Regions from separate parts of the Mus musculus genome. Here region 1 is linked to region 2. The links are chromatin contacts, called in public Hi-C maps. All regions are on one chromosome and are shown on one strand. Each heading gives the region's core, a stretch centred on a gene start, on an enhancer-like site or on the middle of the called end of the contact. The rest is flanking DNA. Distances are from core to core; before and after follow the strand shown. Region 1 holds the start of Myf5 (myogenic factor 5). Region 2 overlaps Ptprq (protein tyrosine phosphatase, receptor type, Q).

Region 1 (5,906 bases), core at 891-3,390, 180 kb after region 2:
GAGGAAAGATGGGAAGGAGGAAGGGAAGGGGGAAAAAAGAAAGGGATGGAGAGGTGGAGAAGGAAGGAGAGGAGAAACAAAGAGAGAAGGAGCAAGAGGAAGACTATGGTTTTATGTAGAGAAGTTGCTGACCATATCCTCTCTATGAATTTTGCTGTGAATCTGAGGCTGAGAATATCTACCTCTCCAAAACAGCGTCACAGAGGTTCCATGTGTGCTATTTGCTCAATCAGATGCATCCACGGGAGCCTTGTCTTCAGGAGTACGCGTGTGTGTGTGTGTGTGTGTGTGTGTGTGTGTGTGTGTGTGTGTGTGTGTTTAAATCTAGTGTTGTCCCAATATTGTATTCATTTCAAAGGCAGACATTTTTAATCCGGTCCCAATAGGGGTACAGTTGGATTTTTCATTGGCCAATTGATTAAATAGCCCCTCAGTGTGAGACCCACCAGACCTGATTTACAGAAGAAATCTGTCTTCAAGATTACAGGACAGGGTAGAGGGAACAGAGACAGACACAGCTAGCAAGTGCAGTGATTGGCACCTTCTGGTCCCTTCCTTAAAGTCCTTGCCTTCACAGACAGTTATAATGTATCTGGCCCCGATAGATACCAGATCTGTCAGACTTGGCTGCTTTAGAAAAGTCACTCTGAGTCATCGTCGTCGTCATCACCATCATCATCATCACCACTAAAAGGCAGTGTAACACATACACACACACACATACACACACACACACACACACACACACACACACACACACATATACACACACATACAAAGGGTCACTTTGAATCCACAACACTTACTTAATTGGATGACACTCCCAAGTGTGAACAGTCCATTTTTACAACGGGGCTACAAAAAAGAGGTTTAAAGCTCTCAGAGAATTTGTGTTGACCGTAAGTAATGGTGTTTCTTGGATATGAATAACATCTCCCCTCTCACGTGATCTGAAAGCGGATCAACAGTGGAGAAGAAATCATAAAAGCTGAGGAATAGGCTGAATATATATATATATATATATATATATATATATATATATATATATATATATATGAATGAATGGCAGTTTTCCCCTTTGTCTTCAGTTGACAAAAGTTTCAAAGACCTGTCTGCAAATGGCATTTCTGAAAGGCTTTTGTCACCAAAGTGTGTGAAGCCACTCTTTTAAGAGGAGTTGGAAATTTTACACTAGCCCAGGATCTCTCTTAGCTGGCAGCTGGGACCCATCTGTAACGGTGTTAGCTGGCCTGAAAAGCAGAAAATTAGCGACCCCGAGAAGCCTTGGCTGGCTGTTTAGTCTGTAGACACGGTAGGGCGGAGCAGCAGACTCTGGAGAAAAGAAACCCCAAGCTGGACGGGGAGCTTTCTGTGAGAAACTGGACCGCTGCCGGTGACCGTCCTCCTCAGGCGTGGGAATCTCCCAGTGCAGGTATTAGCCTAGGTCTGATGCAGAGGAAGAGGCAACAGACACGTGTGCTGGGAAGGATGGAAGCTCGGAGGGGAAGGATGCGGGGGAAGGTCACCTGGTCCACTTCCTTTTCAGGGCAGCAGAAGAAACGTGTGACCCTCTGACAGAGCCAGACCTCAGAAAGGAAGCTCAGCTACTGTCATCCCCATGAGATGACCATCTCTCTCATCAGAACTTTACTTCTTTGGTCTTTGTCAAACAGGTTTTGAAACACCAAGCTCTCTAGGTTCATGCCATCCATGAAAATGCCACCTCACTATTTTACCAACTGTTACCAGTACACAAACTGACTCAATCTTTTGGTAAAGTTCATGAAAATGAGAAGCAAGCACCGGAGATCCGTGCGTTAAGAATCCAGAAGCTAGGTTCCCTTTGGTGTTAGACGGAAATACGGAACTTTAATGTCTTGCTACCGTGCTGCTGCTGCTGATTATGTTAAAGTGTGATCAATTTCAAGAAGCCAACCCCAACCCCTTTAAGTGATCCCTAGGTTTAGTTTATCCAGAAGGCCACCGAGCAGGTTAGGCTGCAGTAAAATCATTAGCGTCAAAGGGACCAGTAAACTGCAAAGTGTCTCTAGAAGAAAGACAAGAGGCTTGCCCAGACAGCCCCTGTGGGGGGTTGTGGTGGGATATGCTAATAACGCCCAGCTACAGGGACCAACCTCCCTTCCCATCCCCCAGGAATATATAAAGAGCCCCAACCTCAGCCACTGACCGACCCTGGCCAACAGGCATCTGTCCTTGTTAATTACAGAGAGACAGTCCCAAACTCCGGGAGCTCCGCCTGGATTTGCTGGCCTGCAGCAGCCAGGGACTGGCGTGTCTCCCTCTCTGCTGAATCCAGGTATTCCCACCTGCTTCTCTGAAGGATGGACATGACGGACGGCTGCCAGTTCTCCCCTTCTGAGTACTTCTATGAAGGCTCCTGTATCCCCTCACCAGAGGATGAGTTTGGGGACCAGTTTGAGCCAAGAGTAGCAGCCTTCGGAGCACACAAAGCTGAGCTGCAGGGCTCAGACGATGAGGAGCACGTGCGTGCACCTACCGGCCACCACCAGGCTGGCCACTGCCTCATGTGGGCCTGCAAAGCTTGCAAGAGGAAGTCCACTACCATGGATCGGCGCAAGGCCGCCACCATGCGCGAGCGTAGACGCCTGAAGAAGGTCAACCAAGCTTTCGAGACGCTCAAGAGGTGCACCACCACCAACCCTAACCAGAGACTCCCCAAGGTGGAGATCCTCAGGAATGCCATCCGCTACATTGAGAGCCTCCAGGAGCTGCTGAGGGAACAGGTGGAGAACTATTACAGCCTGCCGGGACAGAGCTGCTCTGAGCCCACCAGCCCCACCTCCAACTGCTCTGACGGCATGGTAAGCCTCGCTTTTACCATAGTCTTTGTGAAAAGTCCTGGTACCTCTTCTAAACCAGTGGGACCATTGCTTTAAGAGCCGTGTTCACAGAAAGATTTAAAAAACAAAAACGAAAACTGTCCTACAGGATTTTAGTTTGATTTCCTAGCTGTTTGCAGATGCATGGAGATGGCAGTAAAAGCTTGGCTTGCCTTTAAGTGACTAACAAAGTATTTTCTCTGTTATTTCTTACTTAGAGCAGCCACCCAGTGTATATAGCTCAGTAACTAATTAGAAAGCATCCCAACTTCATTCCAATTCCTGCTCTGAGGCCAGGCTGGAAGGCAATGTTGATACACTGTTTTCAGAGGGCTGTGGTGTTGGCAGGTTTCTAATGTGTTTTTGCCCTGGGAAAGCATTCTCTCCCCGAATTAGTGTGGCTTCCTTCTACCGCAATCCATTTTGCATGGTTAACCCAGGGCGCATTGCTGCGGGGTTTCTCTGACTTGTTTTCTCTTTGCTTCTGTTTTCCTCTTCTCCCAGCCCCGAGACTGACCTTGGTGCCCTGGAGATTTGGAGACATCAGCCCCTTCCTAGATCAGTGCTGCCGGGGAGGGAACTAAGACCGTTCGGTTTCCTGAGTTAGGGGGCTGGTATGATCTCACCCTAGGTCTGTGCGTCTTTTTGGCCAAGGCTTAAAAATATATTTCTGTGCGTTTTGTGTTAACAGCCTGAATGTAACAGCCCTGTCTGGTCCCGAAAGAACAGCAGCTTTGACAGCATCTACTGTCCTGATGTATCAAATGGTAAGAACTGATAACTTCAGACACCTTTAAAGATCTGTTCAGTCTCGTAATTCAGTCATGGCAGTCTGTCCTTCAAAGTAGTATTTAGAACAGGTATATAAACGATGGCTGTTGTGGGGGAGGCTAAGGACCGTTTTGTGCTCCAGATTACCCTGACAGACAGACAGACAGACCAGCATACACGCATGCACGTGCATGCATCCCCCCCCCCCCCACACACACACACTCACTTTTGCTTGAAATATTACCAGGGGTCTTCCACACCTCTACCCTGGGGAATTGCTAGATATTTACTGCAAAGTTTTACATCAGTCCCTCTGTGATCACCTGACCTATGCGGTCAAAGGTGCTGACCCCGGGTTTAAAGGGCACCACAAGCAAGCCTGTCTGCGTGGGGATGGTTTTCTGAAAGCACTTTTCTCCTTGGGCTGTTAGCATGTGCTGCAGATAAAAGCTCCGTGTCCAGCTTGGATTGCTTGTCCAGCATTGTGGATCGGATCACGTCTACAGAGCCATCCGAGCTGGCTCTTCAGGACACAGCTTCCCTCTCTCCAGCGACCAGCGCCAACTCACAGCCTGCTACCCCGGGACCCTCCAGCTCCAGACTTATCTATCACGTATTATGAACTCTCTCCCGATGATCACTCCTGCTAGGAGGGCGTCCTTCATGGAGGAAAAGAAGCCCTGAAGCTGAAGGAAAGACAAGCTGGGCAGAATACGTGCTTTTCGGTTGTAAATACTGTCTTGCCACTTTATGAGAAAATAGATTTAACTGAAAGTCACATTTGCAATAATGGATTCTCCTCTGCCTGTTCTTTTTGCTTTCGGTTTTTTTTTTTTTTTTTTTTTTAGCTTCCAATTGCTTTAGATACATGATTCCAGAAATATTTTTCTGTTGGAGGCAATTAATTGACAGTTACTTAGAGTAATTCTTAACTTATACATATATATTGTAAATATTGCACATCAAAATAACTTTGGTATTTAGAGCTCTATATTTTTCTTCAAAATAACATTTTAACAGCTTGGAATCCATTACAGGGAATTAAAAATATATTTAACTTTTGCTTTTCTCTTTAATCTTTTGTTAATAGTGTATCATCAAATGAAAATATAACAGTTGTGCCTAATGGTATATACTTTCTTAAAATCTTTTAATCGTATAATCTTACATCTTTTCTTATAAGAAATACTTCTTTCAATGTAAGCTATAAATAATACATTGAGGGCAATTTCAAACTATTAAAAATGTAAATTTCCCCATAAATAACATTGAAATAACTAATTTGTTTCTTGGCCTTTAAAAATAACATCCCCAATGAAATTAGCAAACCATGAACACGAAACATTTAAGAATGGGTTAAATATGATCACACAGTTAGCCTTGTAGATATGTATTGAAATAATTTATGAATTTCTTTTAGATTTGTTGATGTCACTTGTAAAAATATTACATTTCCATTGTAAGCACATTTCAAGAATGCCTGGTAAATGAAGCCCCCTTTTCTTTGTTGTTATTTCATACAATGTCCAGTTGTATATAAAAAAAAAGGATTGTAAAATTTTATAGGATAATATCATTTGTTTAAGCAAAAAAGCTTAAAAAGTATTATGTCATTTTACTATATACAGTACTTTGCCAATCATGAGCCAGGTTTTATTAACTATTTGTATATGCCTTAAAATAACTTGATAAATAAATGTACTATTATTATCAATAAAATATTTAAAGGAGGTGGATATTTTTCCTATTATTAGAAAACCAGCATGAGAAATCTTCAAAACTATATTGCGAAACGATCCCTCAGTTTTATAGTCTTTTAGAAGTTTTGTTATCCGCATTATGAATGTGTGTACATATGCATCTGTGAGATGGATGGGAACTTTTTATTATTCCCTAGAAGCTCATCTGAAGAAATTGAGAGAAAAGCTGGATGAATAAACAGAAAATTAAATTGAAATAATCATCCAGACATTTTTTTGGTGAGTATTCCACCTGAGAGGGACACAAAGAAGCCACCTGGGAGGTACTGAGAGGAGATGTTAATAAGGTGCAATTATACAGCATGCCCTCAGCCTCTAAGGTGCTTGTTTTATTTTATTTTTTGACACAGGTTTTGCTGTGTAGTCCTTGCTGGCCTCAAATGCACAGGCTAGCTGTGAGCCTGCTGTGGTCACCCTGCCTGTGCCTCTCAACTGCTGGGATTACAGTGGGCACTCTAACTCAATCTCTAACTTTGACTATTTGTGTAAAATTGCTTAAGGTTTTGCATGTAGA
Region 2 (5,367 bases), core at 2,756-5,255:
GGGTTACAGTTACACAGTACTGTCCTTGGCTTTATGTATCATCTAGGGATTTTAACTAAGGTTTCCAATATTGCATGTTTACCCACTGAGCTATCCCCTCAGCCCCTTTTGTAGGATTTTAAGTCTGATAATCAATCCTAGTTTATTTAGCTTTTACTTTTGGCAGAGTGTTGAATTGAGAGACATTCCATTATTCACCTCTTGCATATTATTAACGGATCTATTCTTTGTGTTAATTTATTTATTTTACTTCTGTTTAGGACTGAAGAAGTATACCCATTATGTGATTGAGGTGTCTGCCAGTACACTGAAAGGTGAAGGAGTTCGGAGTATGCCAATAAGCATACTGACTGAGGAAGACGGTAAGGCTATATAGTGCATTCTGAAATACATGCATTTTTAGTATTTCAAGGAATATAGAGATAATATGGGATGTTTGTGGTACCTAGTCTATAGATTGGAGACATATGCAGAATGGAAGCTAGTGCAACATTTTTTTTCCCACCTAAACTGTAAGCTATACAGAACACCAGTACTATATAAAGATTTCATTGTTATGATTTAAGAGCAGGTATGAAAGATACATTTACATTGTGTAAAATCAGATAGACACACTATTTTTTTTTTTTTTTTGCCTTTGAAGCCAACTGTACTATAAGTACAATTTTATGGGAGACTTTTAAGGATCAAGTTTGAAAATGTGATTATCATATGTGTCCCAACAGTGTTCATCATTTTCTGGCATTTACAGAAGTTTTGGAGTAGAGTCTAAATAACTTTCAACATGTCTTATGTTATTAGGATTAGATAATCAATTCACTTTATATTTTTAGTTTTATCTAGTTATTAACTACAGAGCTTCCCTTGAATGTTAATTTTCTGTTTTAAAAATTGAAAATAATTTTTCTCTTATACAATAAGTCCTGACTACAGTTTCCCCTCCATCCACTCTTCCCAGCTTGTCCCTACTCTCCCCCAAATCTACTCTCCCTCTGTTTCCTGTCAGAGAAGAGAAAACTTCCAATAAACAACAACAAAACAAGACAAAACACCATACAATAAGACAAAGCAAAAGCCTTCTTATCAAGACTGGACAAGGCAACCGAATGGAGGAAAAAAGTCCTAAGCACAGGCAAAAGAGTCCTACACACAAACTCCACTGTTACAAGTTCCACAAATACAAAACCACCAAGCTAGCATCCATACTAAATACACAAGAGAACTTGGTGCAGATTCATGTAGGCCCTCTGCTTGCTGCTTCGGTCTGTGAGCGCATGTGTGCCCTGCTTAGTTGATTAGTGGACCATGTTCTCCTGGCGTCCTCCGTCCCCTCTGAGTCCTGTGTTTTCTCATACATTTTTTTTCCCCAGAAGCTGAATAAAATCACCCCTTCTGGGACCATTCTGTATTGACACCTGAGCAAACCACAGGTGTACATTGCGCTAGGAAGTGACTCCGAGAGACCTGCTTTAGAAGAGTATTTAGAGTTTATGTTTTACATGTTAGGTATTTTTGAAACAATTGGCTTTTTATGTAGAAGGAATCCTTATTCTCATGTTAGGTCAGCCTGGAGGTAGCATACATGTTTATGGTATGTTCCCCCCCCCCCCACCTCTTTTTTTTTCTCTCAAGATGCCAGAAGATTGTATCCTGTGGGTGCTCAGGATCATGAATAACTCATTACTGAGAATGTTACGTGGACACTATTAAAGGGACAGGGTGTTTTCTCTGCACCATCCCCACTTTTGCTTACAATAATAAATTCCATTTTACCTCTCCTCTCCTATACAATTTTCTTGTGTTTTCTACGCTGAAGCATCCTGGCCATGCACACTGGCTTGTCAAAGTCTCTGAAGGCTTTGGGTCATGGGTCAAGACTATCTCATCATTGCTTTTATGCATGATGATTGGTGCATATTGAACCTTTTCTGTATTTTCATCTCTTTTTTACCCCATAGATTAACCTTGCTTATTTAGAAATCATTTTAGCATTTAGTTATTTTGTGGGGTAGAGTGTTCTCATCTAAAGTTTTTACCTAATCAAAAAGTCCCAATCATGACAATTCAAAATCCATTATGACTTAATCAAAGCCAGTGGATATTTATGCTGAGTAGGATGTTTTTACTGCATGAATGCATACTCTCTATTTGAGTTCTGCAGTTGAATCGTACAAGTTATTAAAAATAGGCTGACAGGCAAATGTTCACCTGAATTCATGGCCACATTGCATATACCGAAGAACAAACATTCCTTCTGACTCTTCTTCAACAATTTCACCAAATGGAGACTAGCCCGAGGAAGCTGGATTTTATGAGTTATATGCCTTGACTCAGGAAGCTTTCAGTGTAGATATGGCTGGCCTATGTTTGACAAATGTGTAAACAAGTAATTTATATAATTGTAATTACTAGTAGAAGTGTTTCCGAAAATTATTAACTAAGCCTAATGAGGAAGTGAGGTTTCTCTAGAGCATCAGAGAAAGTAGAGCTGAACCTTTTGTCTGTGCTGTGACCCGAAGGAAGGCAGATGAAGAGGGAGTGAGAAGAGAGCGTGCCAGCAGAAGATCTTTCAAGTGTCCTGATGCTATAATATGCTGAATTAATTATGCTGAAAATGATTTTAATTTAAAAAATCCATTTATTTTTAGTTTTTACTGTGGTGTGTGTGTGTGTATTTCATTCACATATATATTATTCACATATACACACATACATACACACATACACACACACACACACACATTCATGTGTTCTTCCCAAGAATTTTAATGCTTATTATAGAATAAAAATGTGGAGTCACTGGATGTTTGTATCCATATTACTTCCAGTTTTTAAATGACATTCTTTTTTCTTTTCTTTTCTTTTTTTTTCTTTTCTTTTCTTTTCTTTTCTTTTCTTTTCTTTTCCTTTCTTTTTTCTTTCCTCTTTCTTTCTTTCTTTCTTTCTTTCTTTCTTTCTTTCTTTCTTTCTTCTTCCTTCCTTCCTTCCTTCCTTCCTTCCTTCCTTCCTTCCTTCCTCCCTTCCTTCCTTCCTTCCTTCCTTCCTTCCTTCCTTCCTTCCTTTCTTTCTTTCTCTTTCTTTCCTTCTCTCTCTCTCTCTCTCTCTCTCTCTTTCTTTCTTTCTGTTTTTTTTTGTTTGTTTTTTGTTTTTTGAGACAGGATTTCTCTGTGTAGCCCTGGCTGTCCTGGAACTCACTTCATAGACCAGGGTGGCCTTGAACTCAGAAGCCCACCTGCCTCTGCCTCCCAAGTGCTGGGGTTAAAGGTATGTGCCAACACTGCCCGGCGACATTCTTTTTTCTAAAAGTCAACATAAATTATACTTTATAAGTATGCTAAGTGAGTATTTATTGGGTTTACTTTGATAGGTGAATTGGAAGTGATTCTTAGCCCAGGAAACACATGTCTCTAAACAATACACAGACTCATGTGATGTCACTACTCAGCAGCATTTTCCAGTGAGGCGCCATTGGGGGGAAAACAAAGCAGAACCAAACAAATCAGAAGTGGCAACTATAGTTGTCACCACTTCAGTGAACTCATTTCATGAAACGAGCTATTCTCTAGTATAAGAAAGTTGAGGAAACCGAGAGTGATTCTAACCATTTTTCTGCTAGCATACTACCCTTCTATAATGGAGTTTCCTGTGAAACCCATGCAATTATAAAAGACTCATGGACTAGATTTTGATCTTACTCTAGTGATTTCTGACACATCCTGGGGGTTGAGGAATACCATTTGTCCGGATGAGGTCAGTCACTCTCAGTTCCTTCAAAATTTATGCTTATCATTCTTTGAATGTATAACATCTTTTTCTCCCAACTCTTCATTATCTCGGGTGATCTTTTACTATTGGGGACATTTATTCTCACCAATAAAACATTTGCTTTTATTAGAGAATGACAATTTGCCCAAATGTTCTTAAACAGTCAATGAGTCACTGCGACTGACCCATGTTGTATTTTCTCATGAAATACTTTTTTCCATTGACTCACAGGAGCAGATGTTCTAACAGTACCATGAAAATCTCCTTTCATCATTTTATCTGAACATAAGCAATCAGGTTCTTATGTCTATGGAGAGAAGTGCTGAACATGATTCATTTAACACAGAGTTTATCAGAAAAAAAATTCTGTACACTTATATTTTTACATTTTACATATTTATCTAATGAAATGTGTCATTCTTTGTTAAAAATTTTCAGCTCCTGACTCTCCTCCTCAGAACTTCTCCGTGAAACAGTTGTCTGGTGTCACCGTGATGTTGTCATGGCAACCACCCTTGGAGCCAAATGGAATTATCCTCTATTACACAGTTTATGTCTGGTAAGGATTTTTTGGAAGCAGTTCTGAGAACAAATATTAATTTGTAATATAATAGGAATGTAGTGTTTATCTCGGGATGTGAGGCTGCATTAGAGCTCTGATTATTAATAGGTGGGATAAAATGCATTTTTATTAAGAAACAGGTTTTCATCATATTATGCAGTTGGTCAGGGAATAAAAATCTTTGCAACTAAAATTTTTTTAAAAAAAGTATGTTTTTTAAAGCTATACCAAATGTATACTCTTTAGGGTCTGGAGGATAAATTTACATGATTACAAATGTATGATTTAAAATATTTGATAGTCTTTTGACCTGCTCCATTTCCAACCTGGACTGGTTCACCTCTCCTTAGGTACCCTGGTGGTCCCCACTCCCAGGTGGTCACTGTATTATTGCTGAACTTAGTGCAAACATCAGATCGATTGGCATAGCGTAGAATTCCTGGACTCAAGTGATTCTTCTGTCTCAACTTCTCTAGTAGCTGGGACTACATATGTGAGCCACCGTGCCTGGCTATTTGAAAATTTTAAAACAAATACTTTGCACAACTATTTTCAAGTTAATTTCAATTAATTTTTTTTTATCATGATGAAAGTGAATTTCCATTTTCTTGACACATGGCAAGGAACACTTAAAAAATAAAATAAGTGTGTGTATGTGTGTGTGTGTGTGTGTGTGTGTGTGTGTGTGTGAGATGCACATATATGCAGTGCATACATGTATTTGTTCCTGTGTGATGTGCATACGCAGACTGGAGAAGATGAAGGGTTGTCTTTCTCAAACCTTTATGTTGTTTCCTTGATTTCTTTCTTTCTTTCTTTCTTTCTTTCTTTCTTTCTTTCTTTCTTTCTTTCTTCCTTCCTTCCTTCCTTCCTTCCTTCCTTCCTCCCTCCCTCCCTCCCTCCCTCCTTCTTTCTTTCTTTCTTTCTTTCTTTCTTTCTTTCTTTCTTTCTTTCTTTCTTTCTTTCTTTCTTTCTTTCTTCCTTCCTTCCTTCCTTCCTTCCTTCCTTCCTTCCTTCCTTCCTCCCTCCCTCCCTCCCTC

What was found. Hi-C and Micro-C count contacts between places; a contact is called where the count stands out from the background.
Region 1: a Hi-C map of muscle stem cells shows a contact between it and region 2, with 5 times the contacts expected there. The contact joins the promoter of Myf5 here to the enhancer-like site in region 2. A contact is called at or near these places in 4 of 39 promoter capture datasets (cranial neural crest, hippocampal neurons, second pharyngeal arch cranial neural crest and 1 more) and 2 of 484 Hi-C or Micro-C datasets (both in muscle stem cells).

What each region holds. Positions count from the first base shown.
Region 1 is chr10:107,482,368-107,488,273 of GRCm38.p6, reverse strand. It overlaps Myf5 (myogenic factor 5), which reads left to right and starts at 2,140. Exons shown (of 3, transcript NM_008656.5): 1 at 2,140-2,843; 2 at 3,553-3,628; 3 at 4,064-5,366. The coding sequence starts at 2,343. The coding sequence ends at 4,254.
Region 2 is chr10:107,661,494-107,666,860 of GRCm38.p6, reverse strand. It overlaps Ptprq (protein tyrosine phosphatase, receptor type, Q), which reads left to right. Exons shown (of 45, transcript NM_001370987.1): 16 at 261-362; 17 at 4,204-4,324. Among named protein-coding and RNA genes, the nearest start is that of Ptprq, 56 kb to the left of the region's middle. Within about 2 kb of position 4,005, at least 17 of the 459 cell types and tissues checked have an H3K27ac peak or open chromatin away from gene starts, as enhancers often do. A contact at or near this core is called in muscle stem cells and second pharyngeal arch cranial neural crest, where this site is marked.